Regions from separate parts of the Arabidopsis thaliana genome. Here region 2 is linked to region 1. Evidence: chromatin contacts called from public capture Hi-C data. All regions are on one chromosome and are shown on one strand. The core of a region is the stretch at or near the end of the contact, and the rest is flanking DNA. Distances in the headings are between cores, read along the strand shown. Region 1 holds the start of AT2G34585. Region 2 holds the start of ABCC2 (multidrug resistance-associated protein 2).

Region 1 (5,710 bases), core at 1,283-3,782:
AATCAAATCTATTAAACTATTTTTAACATTTTATTCCAAAACCGTAATATATAGGGCATCTTGCTTACATATGTGTTTCCTTTTTTAACAATTTTTTTTTTGTGAGATCCTTTTTTATTACAAATATTTATTGTCACAACTCACAATGATTATTACATTGTTTCTTTCTGTAATTTATCTATTATTTTAGTTAATTTCTTTTTCATAATATATCTAAAGGCTGCAATTGGCTAGTGATGTAAAATGTCTTGAATACTGTATCCATTTTAATCTCTTTTTTTATAAAGATAATATCATTTAGTAATCTCATAAAAGCCTTCCCTATGTAATTCCCACAGGCCACAACCGTGCTCAATATACTTTTACATCTCTCTTCAAATGATGATTAGGAATTCAGAATCATACCTTAATTTATGTTCTGTAGATAAATGTTCTTCTGATGACTTTCCTCGAACGTTGAGTTAAGCTGAGAAACACAAAGATTGATAATACATAACTAAAGCATACAATGCTACAAATCACTACTTAATCCAAAACCACACACTTGACTGTGATTTTACCTCCTTGATTCGGTTTCGCAGGTTCTCGATTTGTAACCGGTTCTCTGATCTAAACCTCTCAACATTTTGCATAAACTCATTCATCTCTGAACATTTCACCTTGTAATACTTCTCCCTCTCTTCATCTAACTCTTTCAGCTCCTCAACCTCAATCTTCAGTGTCCTATTCTCCAATACCATTCAACAGAAACCAATCAAAAACATTATTATGACATCACAACCATCATCAAACCAAGAGTCAAGAATGATTTAACCTCAATTGTTGTATATAGCTGTGGTATTTGGAGTCGAGATCATCGATGTTAGATCTGAGAATTGTGATCTTCAGGTTTTGTGCTGCTATTTTCTGTTCTAGCATCAAACATCTGCGTTCAATGGATTGTATAGTTGCGTGCTTCGATGCTAAAATCTGTGCTTTGTTCACTTGTAGTTCTTTCTCCGCCTACTCAAACATTATAATCAAACAGAACCAGAAAACGATCAACAATTTGGATTCAGAAATTTCAAATTGAAAAATACTGTTATAGTGATGATCGATAAATTGATGCAGAATATGATAATGATCTGTTTTTAGATAATTCTCTTGATTTCGAATTGAATTAGAGCAATAGTTCATCAAACCAGAGATCTCGATTAGCACATGGATATAGCGATTCTCACATTTACATACTAGCGACATTGAAACTCGATGATGCAGTGGAACGAAGAGAAGCTAGGATTCTAAATTGATCGATACCTGGAGAAGATTGAGTCGTTGGTTTCTGGTGAACTCCATTTGATCGAGCCTCTCCTTGAAAGCTGAAGAAAGCGCCATAGCTAGAGAGAGAGAATTTGAATTTTCAACTCTGGGAGATTGGAATAACTGAATAAGCAGAGTCAACTCAACTATTATAGGCACCGTTATTTAAGGCCCATAACATTTAGAGTCAAATACTACTAAGCCCATTAAGTCGATTTTACAGTTTCCAAGTTCTTCGTCACTGAACTGATTTGTAGTTTTTGAGTTCTTTGTCGATTAAACAAAAACTCAGCGTCCAAAGTTACTTGGCTACTACTACAACAAATAACCATCTGAAACTTAAAACTTCAAATACCTAAATTTGATACGGAGTAGATTATGTATGTTTGAGTCATAGATAAGCAAAATTTGAAGGCATGGTTGATGTGTAAACAAGAAGGAAGCTATTTCGTGCTGATCAAAGAAGAGATACACAATTCGTCCCCAAAAACAAGAACCTTACTCATATGGCTAAATCTCGTCTTGTTTCTTAATTATAACTTTGCAATAAGAACAAAAACACAAGCTTTCAATAAAACGACCACAAATCAACCACAAATCAACTGAAATTGGCAAACTTTTACAAAAGGATAGCAAATCAACAAACAAAACTCAAGATCGATCAGACGGACTTGATCGCGGTGGTGGGATCAGGATCGGAATTATCGGGAGGATGATTAGGGATGAGAGGAGCACGAACATCGGAAGATGAGTCGACGTCTTGGTCATCAGGATCGTAATCGGGATTGAGAGATCTGTCGATGGCTTCACGGCCCGACTCCAGGCAAGGCTTACAAGCTAACTCTATCGTTATCCATCCCAAGATTATTCCGGCTATTGCTATCACCGCGCTTGTTATCGCCGCCATTGAGATCTCTCTTTCTCTCTTTCTCAGATGCCTCCGACTCTGTATTCACGCATTTGCTTGACTCTTCACCACAATTATGGAGGAGATTGAGAAAATGTCAATTATGCCCCACTGTTCTTTTGAGTATATTCTTTTTTCGTCGGCACGAATTATGACAATTTTGTTACCTAATGATTAGTATTTTTATTGATTTATGTTCTTCTGATGTAAAATGAGTAAGTGGTGAAACCGCTATTACGATTTGTTATTATCAACTAATAATGTTCCAGAAGGTTTTTGGTTTTGTACAATGTTGTAATACGATCATTTTCTGAAGAAAAAAAGTAGTGTATGTGAATATGGAAGTTATTATCTATAGAAAATATAAATGTTCATATCATAAGAGTAAAATTCAGAGTTTTCATTTCACAAGCATTTTCCATCGAAGACAAACAGTAACAAAAAGTAAAAAAGGGTAAAACACAATCACCGTAAAAAAAGCAATTACTGGCAAAGTTGTTCGACGGCAGTGACGATCTGAGCTGGCTGAACAACCGTCCATTCTTCCAATGTACCGGCGTAAGGAGTTGGGACATCCTGAGAAGACAAACACATCACCGGAGCATCTAAGTAATCATGAAAGTTCTCGTTTATTGCAGCCGTCAAACTGGCTCCGATTCCTCCCGTTCTCATACATTCCTCCACAATCAAAACCCGGTGTGTCTTCTTCACCGAGTTTCCAATTGTGTAGAGATCAAACGGCTTCAACGACCTTATGTCGATAACCTCTGGATCATACCCTTTGTTCACCAGCGTCTTTGCAGCCTGCATTACATGGTACCTGATACAAGTACTCTATTAGTTCTGTGTTGTTTCAATTTCAATGAAGAAGAGCTTTTGGTTGTGATTTAGTACCTCATCCTTGAATACGTCAGTATCGTGATGTGTTCACCGGGTCTGACCATTTCTGCTTCTTCCAGATTACATATGTATTCTTCATCCGGAATACTCTCCTTGAGGTTATAGAGCAGAACGTGTTCAAACAGAATCACAGGATTCTCACTTCTTATCGCCGCTTTCATCAATCCTTTAGCGTTGTAAGGTGTTGAGCAAGCCACCATCTGGATCCCAGGGATTGACTGGAAGTAAGACTCGAGACGCTGGGAATGCTCGGCTCCGAGCTGCCGGCCCACACCTCCAGGCCCACGGATAACAACCGGGATAGTGAATTGACCACCGGATGTATAGTGAAGCATACCACAGTTGTTGGAGATTTGGTTGAAGGCTAAGAGTAGAAACCCCATGTTCATACCTTCGATGACGGGTCTTAGTCCTGTCATGGCGGCTCCAATGCCCATACCGGTGAAGGCGTTTTCACAGATTGGAGTGTCCAGAACCCTGAGATCGCCAAACTTATCAGCTAGGCCTTTAGTTACTTTGTATGAGCCTCCGTAATGGCCTACATCTTCACCCATGACACATACATGTGGATCTCTGTCCATCTCTTCTTCTAGACCTTCTTGAAGAGCCTCGAAAAGTAATAGCTCATGTCTGCACAAGTTAAATTTAGTTATGCTTATGCTGTGGCAAAAGGCATAAACCTTACATGGAAGTAGGTTTTATATCTCACAGAACATACAGAGATAAGAGCAAGAAATGTGCTACTTGGAACAATGGATGCATAAGTGAAAATGCATACGCTTGAATTTGTAGGCTTTGAGGATGTAGATACAAATTATACGTAACCTCACATGAACTACTACTAATAAAACACAAGATTCAATCAAGCAGAAGCAGTATCATAGATCTAATGCACTATAGATGAGCAATGCCAATCACAATTAACTACCAAACTAGAGAGAACTTTTTCTTCCAATTAACAGCCATGATAATGATCAAGAGTTCAAAATTAGTAAAATCGATGCATGAAACCATTAGCATAAGAAGTTAAGTAACAAAGGATGCAGAACATACCCAGGCTTTGATGAAGTAGAGCTCGCAGCAGTGTCCGCCTTCGTCTACAGAAATCGAAAGCCCCATCAAAGATCCATTGTAAATTCTTAATACGATATCAAAAACTAAGATTAAACAAATACCGTAACAGCATTTGGTATCAACGGCTCAGAGCGACGAGCTACGAGGCTAGAACCAAAGCTTTTACTATCAGATCCGGCAACAATGTATCTCTTGCTCCTCACTACATCAAAAACCCCATAAAAACTCCTAAGATCTTACCAAATCAAGCAATTTAATCGCCGAAACAGATCATTCCACAAATTTGAAATCGAACCTGAAAGAGAAGAGCGAGAAGGAGCAACGAGTTTGTTGGAATCGATAGAATTAAACGGCGAGAGAGCCGTTGCAGCTCCAGCTCCTTGGAGTATCGCAGACATTTTTCCGAGAAAACCAAAGAGAGAATCAAAAATCCTGACAAGAGTGTATTATTATTATGTATGCATATAAACAAAAATGTCTGCGATAGAACAGAGAAGAAGAGTGGAGAAGAGCGGAGAAATCGAAGGAAAAGCGTGATTTCGTATAACTTAAGGATTTTGATAAATCCGGTTTGTTCCGGTACGGTGAACCTAATCTGCGTATTTTTGGATTTGGTAGCTCACCTGAACCAACTAAATTGCAGTTAACTTTATCGTCTGTTTAAGATTACTAGACATGATCAAGAGCCCAAAACTGCTCGGCCCAATTAGTAATACTGTAAAGGCTTTATTATGCTCATTATTCTTTCTTTTCTTTTTCTTTTTTGCTCATAATTCTATTACCAAATTATATATTCCAAAAAATGTTTTTTCCAATACAAAATTTTGTTTGTTACCTTTATTTTTTAATGAAAGGGTTTCATTAGGTACCTTTGGTGAAAAACAAATTAAATTCAAAGACGTTCGGTTTTTAAGATAGCACCAATTGCATGTGCTCATTAGTCATTTCAATTCCATACTTTTGAGATCATATAAAGAAATGATTCTCTTTTGAAAACCAAACATTGAATATTGGCATTTCCCACGTGGATTTAACCTTCTATGTCGGTATGTCATATGTGGGCAAACCCAAATCTGAAGTGGCCGAATCATGTTAACTATATAAACTACTCATCAAGTGAAACACGTGGTTGATAAAACAAAAATCAACTAAATCACGCGACGACCATTATTTTATCAAATGTATATTGTGACCAAACAAAGTGACGTTGTTTTTCATGATATCCCCCACTTTACATTTTTTTTTACAAATTACAATAAAATACTCCAAGTAAAAAATAAGAAATGAAACATCCGTTTTTGGGGTGAATACAAGTTTAACAGAGCTATAACTCAGAAAGATTTTTATCATAAGAGCTGCTTATAAACTATAAGTGTTGTTTTTTTAGAATTAAGTATGGTTTTGAAATTTGAATGTAACTTTTAATCATAAAATTTATACTCTACCCATCTATGTATACATTTTTACAGTCATTTTAACAAATAAATCCTAGAGTTGGACTTATTTACAATTCAATGTCATTAGCATTAA
Region 2 (5,710 bases), core at 827-3,326, 34 kb after region 1:
GTCGGGCACATCATCGACCGATCGACCGACGTCGGAGTTGTGCTCGGTCTAAACAACATTGGTGCTATGTAATCTCTCTATGTTGTGCATTTGTGCTCGGCCTTAAATGTCTACAAAATGATTCAAATCATGACATGATTACCATGGTTAATGGTTTATACGGTGAATTAAATCTTGACTTGGTTTAACTGTTGTTATACCATTTTTCAGTTTAAAATGTTCTATTATATGTTGACTACTACGTTAGGGCCGGCCAAACAGTCAAGAATGCAGTCAGATGAAGCCACCGTTTGTGACTCTTTAAGTTTAACAATCAAATGCATTTGAATAGAGAAAAATATAAAACAAGACCAATTAGCTCGTAGTTTTAAAATTAACCGCTGGATTATTTTTACCAGCTCTGAGATGGTCAAAACAAGGGTAGACAGTGTCAATGGAAACAAAGAATGAAATAATAAACAAAAATATAAAGCATTTGATATTAAAATGTATCTATCAAGAAAAAGTACTAGTTAGACATGAATATGTCAATAGTTTGTCAACTTTTCGCATAGATAAATCTCATTTTCTTTTTGTTGTGGAGAAGTTCACAATGATGTGGTTGGTTCCGAACCCAAGATATCTTCACATCTGTATGTGGATGGAAAAGCATATAGAGGAACGGTGGCTGTATGTGAAAAGGGCACTCTAGTTACTTTATTCTTCTGATGGTCAATATGTCCCCTACCGTGCCATAGAATATAAATTGAAATTGAGTTGCAACTAGCAATGAGGCACTATATATTATCCTGGATTCAAAAATCCGATTGGATTTGTTTTTAAAGTTTAATGTTTGAAATGTTCAGATCCAATTTAATTAAAAAGACAATGACATTGGTGTGGAGATGGTGAAGGCAAACAACAAACAAAAATTGGAAATAGAACTAAAAGACTAGAGGTGAGCTAAACTAAAGGTTTTCGTGGTAAATTTGGGATGGAGTTAATCTAATTTGTGATATGTTTTTTTTAGCATGTTACCATGCATTATGTACATTCTTTTAGTTAAAAAATGTTGAGTTGAAGTTAATTATTTTTTTATAGCTTAATATTTTTTTTTGGTTTAACAATTAGCTTAATTTTGTTATTTGATAAAGACTAAAACACCCCTGGATGCTCACCCACCACATGCCCACAAACGGAGATTGCCAACCCCCGGGGGAGATGACGACAGACGAGAGGAGAGAACAGATTTGGAGCTTTTATAGCTTTTATAGCTATATTGTTAAAAAAAAATCAATAATATAAATTAAACTGCATGCAAAATCAAACTCTTGTACATCTAGAGTCTTACTAGATTAACGTGTAAGAACTTAGAACTTGGAAAAATCTATATGGACAAAATAGATCAGTCTTTTTTCGAACATCATCAACCACACGAAATACGCTAGCTAACTTTTAAACCTCTTCTGTATCAACTATCAAGAGACAAACGATATAAAAAAAAAACAATTGGTGTATTTTTGAATTTTCATTGCACGCACGTGAACAGCATAATTGCTTGATTGGAAACAAACCTTTTTAGAATTCATTAATCAGTTTTAGGTGTTTTGGAAAATTAACGAACTATAGTGGAGATTAATTAATTTTATATTAGTCTTTTTTAGTACACAAATCGAAGTTTCCTAGATTTTTTCAAAGTTGAAAATAATATTGATAATATTTATCAACAATGAATCTACAAAAACATAATTTTTTTGCCAAACAAATAACACCGAAACAAGATTCATTCACTATTTTTGGTTTAAAAAAAAAAATCAAAATTACACTATTATGAAGCCAATTTTTGTATGCAAAAAACCTGTATGTATCAATTTGTTTGTATTAAAAAGTAAGCATTTATGTCTTTTTTTTATAAATAATAGAAACACTTACTAGATGAATAGATTTTTTGGTTTTAGAACAGAATACTATAATTGTATTTATATAGCTTTTTTATATTATTCGATATAGAAAAGTGTTATAATAGGAAAAATGTACCATATACTGTCAATAACATATTTGATTCTAAATATAAATAGAATTGTTTTAAAGAAATATGATCGTTTATAATTAAATGGTTTTTAATGTCTTTTCTTGGGGCAAAAAACAAAGCTTCTCTTTCGTCCATATATTTGCATCGTAAGGGGTGACGTATCACTCTCTCTTTCTCTCAAATATTATTCTTCAATCTCTTTTTGGGGAATCTTCGAGCAAATTAGTGAGAGAACCCACCCACTTTCTTTCTCATATGAGTACATAAGATCCCTTTTGAGTTTTCGTGTTTTGCCAAAATCTCCAGGTAAAGCTTCTCCCTTTTTCTCTGTTTTCTCTGTTTTGTTATTCTCCCTTTTCTCCATTGTAGCTTTTTCCTGTAAAGTGGGATTGATAGTTTTGTTTCATGGATTTCAAATTTGTGTTATTTGACTCGATACCATCTTAAATGCAGAGTCTTTTCGTGATAATAAAATTATGGATTCGTTTCAAAGTTTTTTTTTTTTCGTATGGAAAACACTTGAGCTCTCTCAATCTTGTAGTCTTGACTCTTGATGATTCTTCTATGTTCTCGTTGTGATTGCTTGTCACTGTTCTATCTTTTATATATGATTAAATGCAATTTTGCCCCTTTTTACGCGCGAATGTATTTATTATCTTTCGCACTCTGGGTCCATTTCTTGTCACTTGAGCACATAATGATTGATTTATGACTTTTTAAAGTTATGAAAATTTATTATTTTTGTTGCTATGGTTTTTTGGAATTAGAAGCTCATTTCAAAGTTGTTGATTTTCTTTGCAGGGTAGGGAATTGGTGTGGTAGCTTGTGATGCACTGTGTTTGAGGGAAAGGAAAGGATAACGATGGGGTTTGAGTTTATTGAATGGTATTGTAAGCCGGTGCCTAATGGTGTTTGGACAAAACAAGTGGCTAATGCATTTGGTGCATACACGCCTTGTGCTACTGACTCTTTTGTGCTTGGTATCTCTCAACTGGTTCTGTTGGTTCTGTGCCTGTATCGTATATGGCTCGCCTTAAAGGATCACAAGGTGGAGAGGTTCTGTTTGAGGTCAAGATTGTATAACTATTTCCTGGCTTTGTTGGCTGCGTATGCTACTGCTGAGCCTTTGTTTAGATTGATCATGGGGATTTCAGTTTTAGATTTTGATGGACCTGGACTTCCTCCTTTTGAGGTGCTTTATTTTCTGTTCCTTATTCTTTATCTTTTAGTTTGTTGTGTATGTTTTACCTGAAACATGCTATTGTTTGTGTGATTTCTTTGGCAGGCATTCGGATTGGGTGTCAAAGCTTTTGCTTGGGGCGCTGTAATGGTCATGATTTTAATGGAAACTAAAATTTACATCCGTGAACTCCGTTGGTATGTCAGGTTTGCTGTCATATATGCTCTTGTGGGGGATATGGTCTTGTTAAATCTTGTTCTCTCAGTCAAGGAGTACTATAGCAGGTTGGTACAATTTTGGAGTTACTTTGGTTTATTGAAGTCATTGTTCTTCTTCTACAGGGTGAATTCATGTTTTGTTTTCATTGCAGTTATGTTCTGTATCTCTACACAAGCGAAGTGGGAGCTCAGGTTAGCTCACTTGGACTCCTTTAGAGAGTCCAGAATCCTAGCATGTGCTATGATTATAAATCAGAATCCGATACAGTTTGTTTTCTAACATCTTAAGAGGGTGAATTTTGGTTTTACTTCAGGTTCTGTTTGGAATTCTCTTGTTTATGCATCTTCCCAATTTGGATACTTACCCTGGCTACATGCCAGTGCGGAGTGAAACTGTGGATGATTATGAGTATGAAGAGATTTCTGATGGACAACAAATATGCCCTGAGAAGCATGCAAATATATTTGACAGTAAGTCACTCTACATGATTTTCATTTGGTCGCCTGGCTGAAACTTATAATTAGTAATCATAATTTGCAAACATCGTCTCTGACTTTTGTTCAGATTGATCATGGGGATTTAGGTTTTGAAATTTCACCTGATTTCCTTCTTCCAATTTCCTTGTTTGGTCACAGAAATCTTCTTCTCATGGATGAATCCCTTGATGACTTTGGGATCTAAAAGGCCTCTAACAGAGAAGGATGTGTGGTATCTAGACACTTGGGATCAGACTGAAACTCTGTTCACGAGGTACTTCTAACAATAATTATATCTCTTAAAATGTATATTACTGAATTGGCTATTTGATATTTTCTGTATCCTTTTTAGTTTCCAGCATTCCTGGGATAAGGAACTACAAAAGCCGCAACCGTGGCTGTTGAGAGCATTGAACAATAGCCTGGGAGGAAGGTAGATAGATTTTCTCACCTTATCGTGCTGTGTTCTCATCTCTTTTGAGTTTTGAGTATGATTAGATAGTGCTGGATTTCACTGTGATGTGCAGATGTTTAAGTGATCTCTTGAAAGAACCATCAGGTTTTTAGAATGTGTAGGAAGCAAGATCAGAATATTTCTACTTATTTAATGTTAGTTGTTTGCTATAGCAGCTTAACACATTTCCATCTTATCATAGGCAATCATGCTTGCTTTCGTACTCTTATAAATTTAAGACATAGGGGATACAACTTTTACTGTAGATTGGTTAAATATGTTTTTTTTTCTTGGTTCATATTGCTTAAGCATTATTTCGTTTGTTAACTACATGTCGTATGGGGATCTAATTTTTTGAATTTTGTAGGTTTTGGTGGGGAGGATTTTGGAAGGTATTTTCGTCTACCTCTTTCTCTTTTATTCGTGCTTCCAGAGTCTTTCCTCTCTTTTATTCATATGATCACAGGTTCTGCGTCATGTTGGATAACCTTCTGTCACGTGGAAGTCATTTATAATTTACATGGTGTTACAGATTATTAGAAGGAACTAGTGGGTTCTTAGTTTTTCTTTATCTAATTCATTGTACTTGAACATATTTATTTACATTTGTATGCACAGATCGGGAATGATTGCTCACAGTTTGTGGGACCTCTTTTACTGAATCAACTCTTAAAGGTTTGTTCTTTTCTTGGCAGATTCGGAAACCTATTATTGGTTCAATATTCTTATCTGACAATATCTCTCATTTTGTATGTCAAACTATATACAGTCAATGCAAGAGGATGCGCCAGCTTGGATGGGTTACATCTATGCGTTCTCAATCTTTGTTGGAGTGGTATGAAATGAAGTCCTCTTTCTCTCTCTCTCTCTGTCTATTTGGACTCTCTTCTATCAACTTGTGAAACTGACACTTGTTATACTTCTGTATGTTTGGTCTAAGGTTCTTCTAAACTGATTATAATAGCAACACTAGATGTCCCCTAATGCCACTTTTTGATTTTGTTGCTCTTGGATTTTTTGCGTCTGTTAGATAGGTTCTGACTTTATCTAGTGTAGGGTGATACTTTAAAGCTACAAACTCATCGAGTGACTGATGTTGATGACAACGTTTCTAGGTGTTCGGGGTGCTATGTGAAGCTCAATATTTCCAGAATGTCATGCGTGTTGGTTACCGACTGAGATCTGCTCTGGTAAATTTTAAATTTGCTACCCTGACGTTCTTCCTTTGCCATATGTTTTTGGTGCAGATATGTTTGCTGATAGCATGATTCCCAGTATCTTGTATAGGAATAAGTATATCAACATGGTTTCTTTATCCTCTATATATGATGCATAAATAAGCCTTGTGCCAAAAGTTTAGGAATAAGTTT

Evidence for each region. Capture Hi-C pulls out chosen DNA fragments and counts their contacts.
Region 2: a contact with region 1 is called in a capture Hi-C map of seedling, with 2.3 times the contacts expected there. The contact joins the promoter of ABCC2 here to the promoter of AT2G34585 in region 1. A contact is called at or near these places in 16 of 26 Hi-C or Micro-C datasets (callus, leaf, root and 3 more), 1 of 2 datasets of contacts at active chromatin or transcription factors (shoot) and 2 of 3 other capture datasets (seedling and shoot).

What each region holds. Positions count from the first base shown.
Region 1 is chr2:14,566,267-14,571,976 of TAIR10.1, forward strand. It overlaps AT2G34585, which reads right to left and starts at 2,533. Exons shown (of 1, transcript NM_129012.2): 1 at 1,700-2,533. The coding sequence starts at 2,206. The coding sequence ends at 1,961. AT2G34580 (cytomegalovirus UL139 protein) reads right to left here and starts at 1,407. Exons shown (of 5, transcript NM_129011.2): 1 at 1,297-1,407; 2 at 815-1,002; 3 at 561-723; 4 at 406-466. The coding sequence starts at 1,374. The coding sequence ends at 407. AT2G34590 (Transketolase family protein) reads right to left here and starts at 4,877. Exons shown (of 5, transcript NM_129013.3): 1 at 4,476-4,877; 2 at 4,282-4,382; 3 at 4,160-4,203; 4 at 3,101-3,736; 5 at 2,536-3,026. The coding sequence starts at 4,578. The coding sequence ends at 2,690.
Region 2 is chr2:14,600,394-14,606,103 of TAIR10.1, forward strand. It overlaps ABCC2 (multidrug resistance-associated protein 2), which reads left to right and starts at 2,077. Exons shown (of 27, transcript NM_001202746.1): 1 at 2,077-2,317; 2 at 2,813-3,203; 3 at 3,297-3,475; 4 at 3,562-3,601; 5 at 3,724-3,880; 6 at 4,046-4,160; 7 at 4,239-4,319; 8 at 4,708-4,732; 9 at 4,959-5,015; 10 at 5,110-5,175; 11 at 5,456-5,530. The coding sequence starts at 2,874.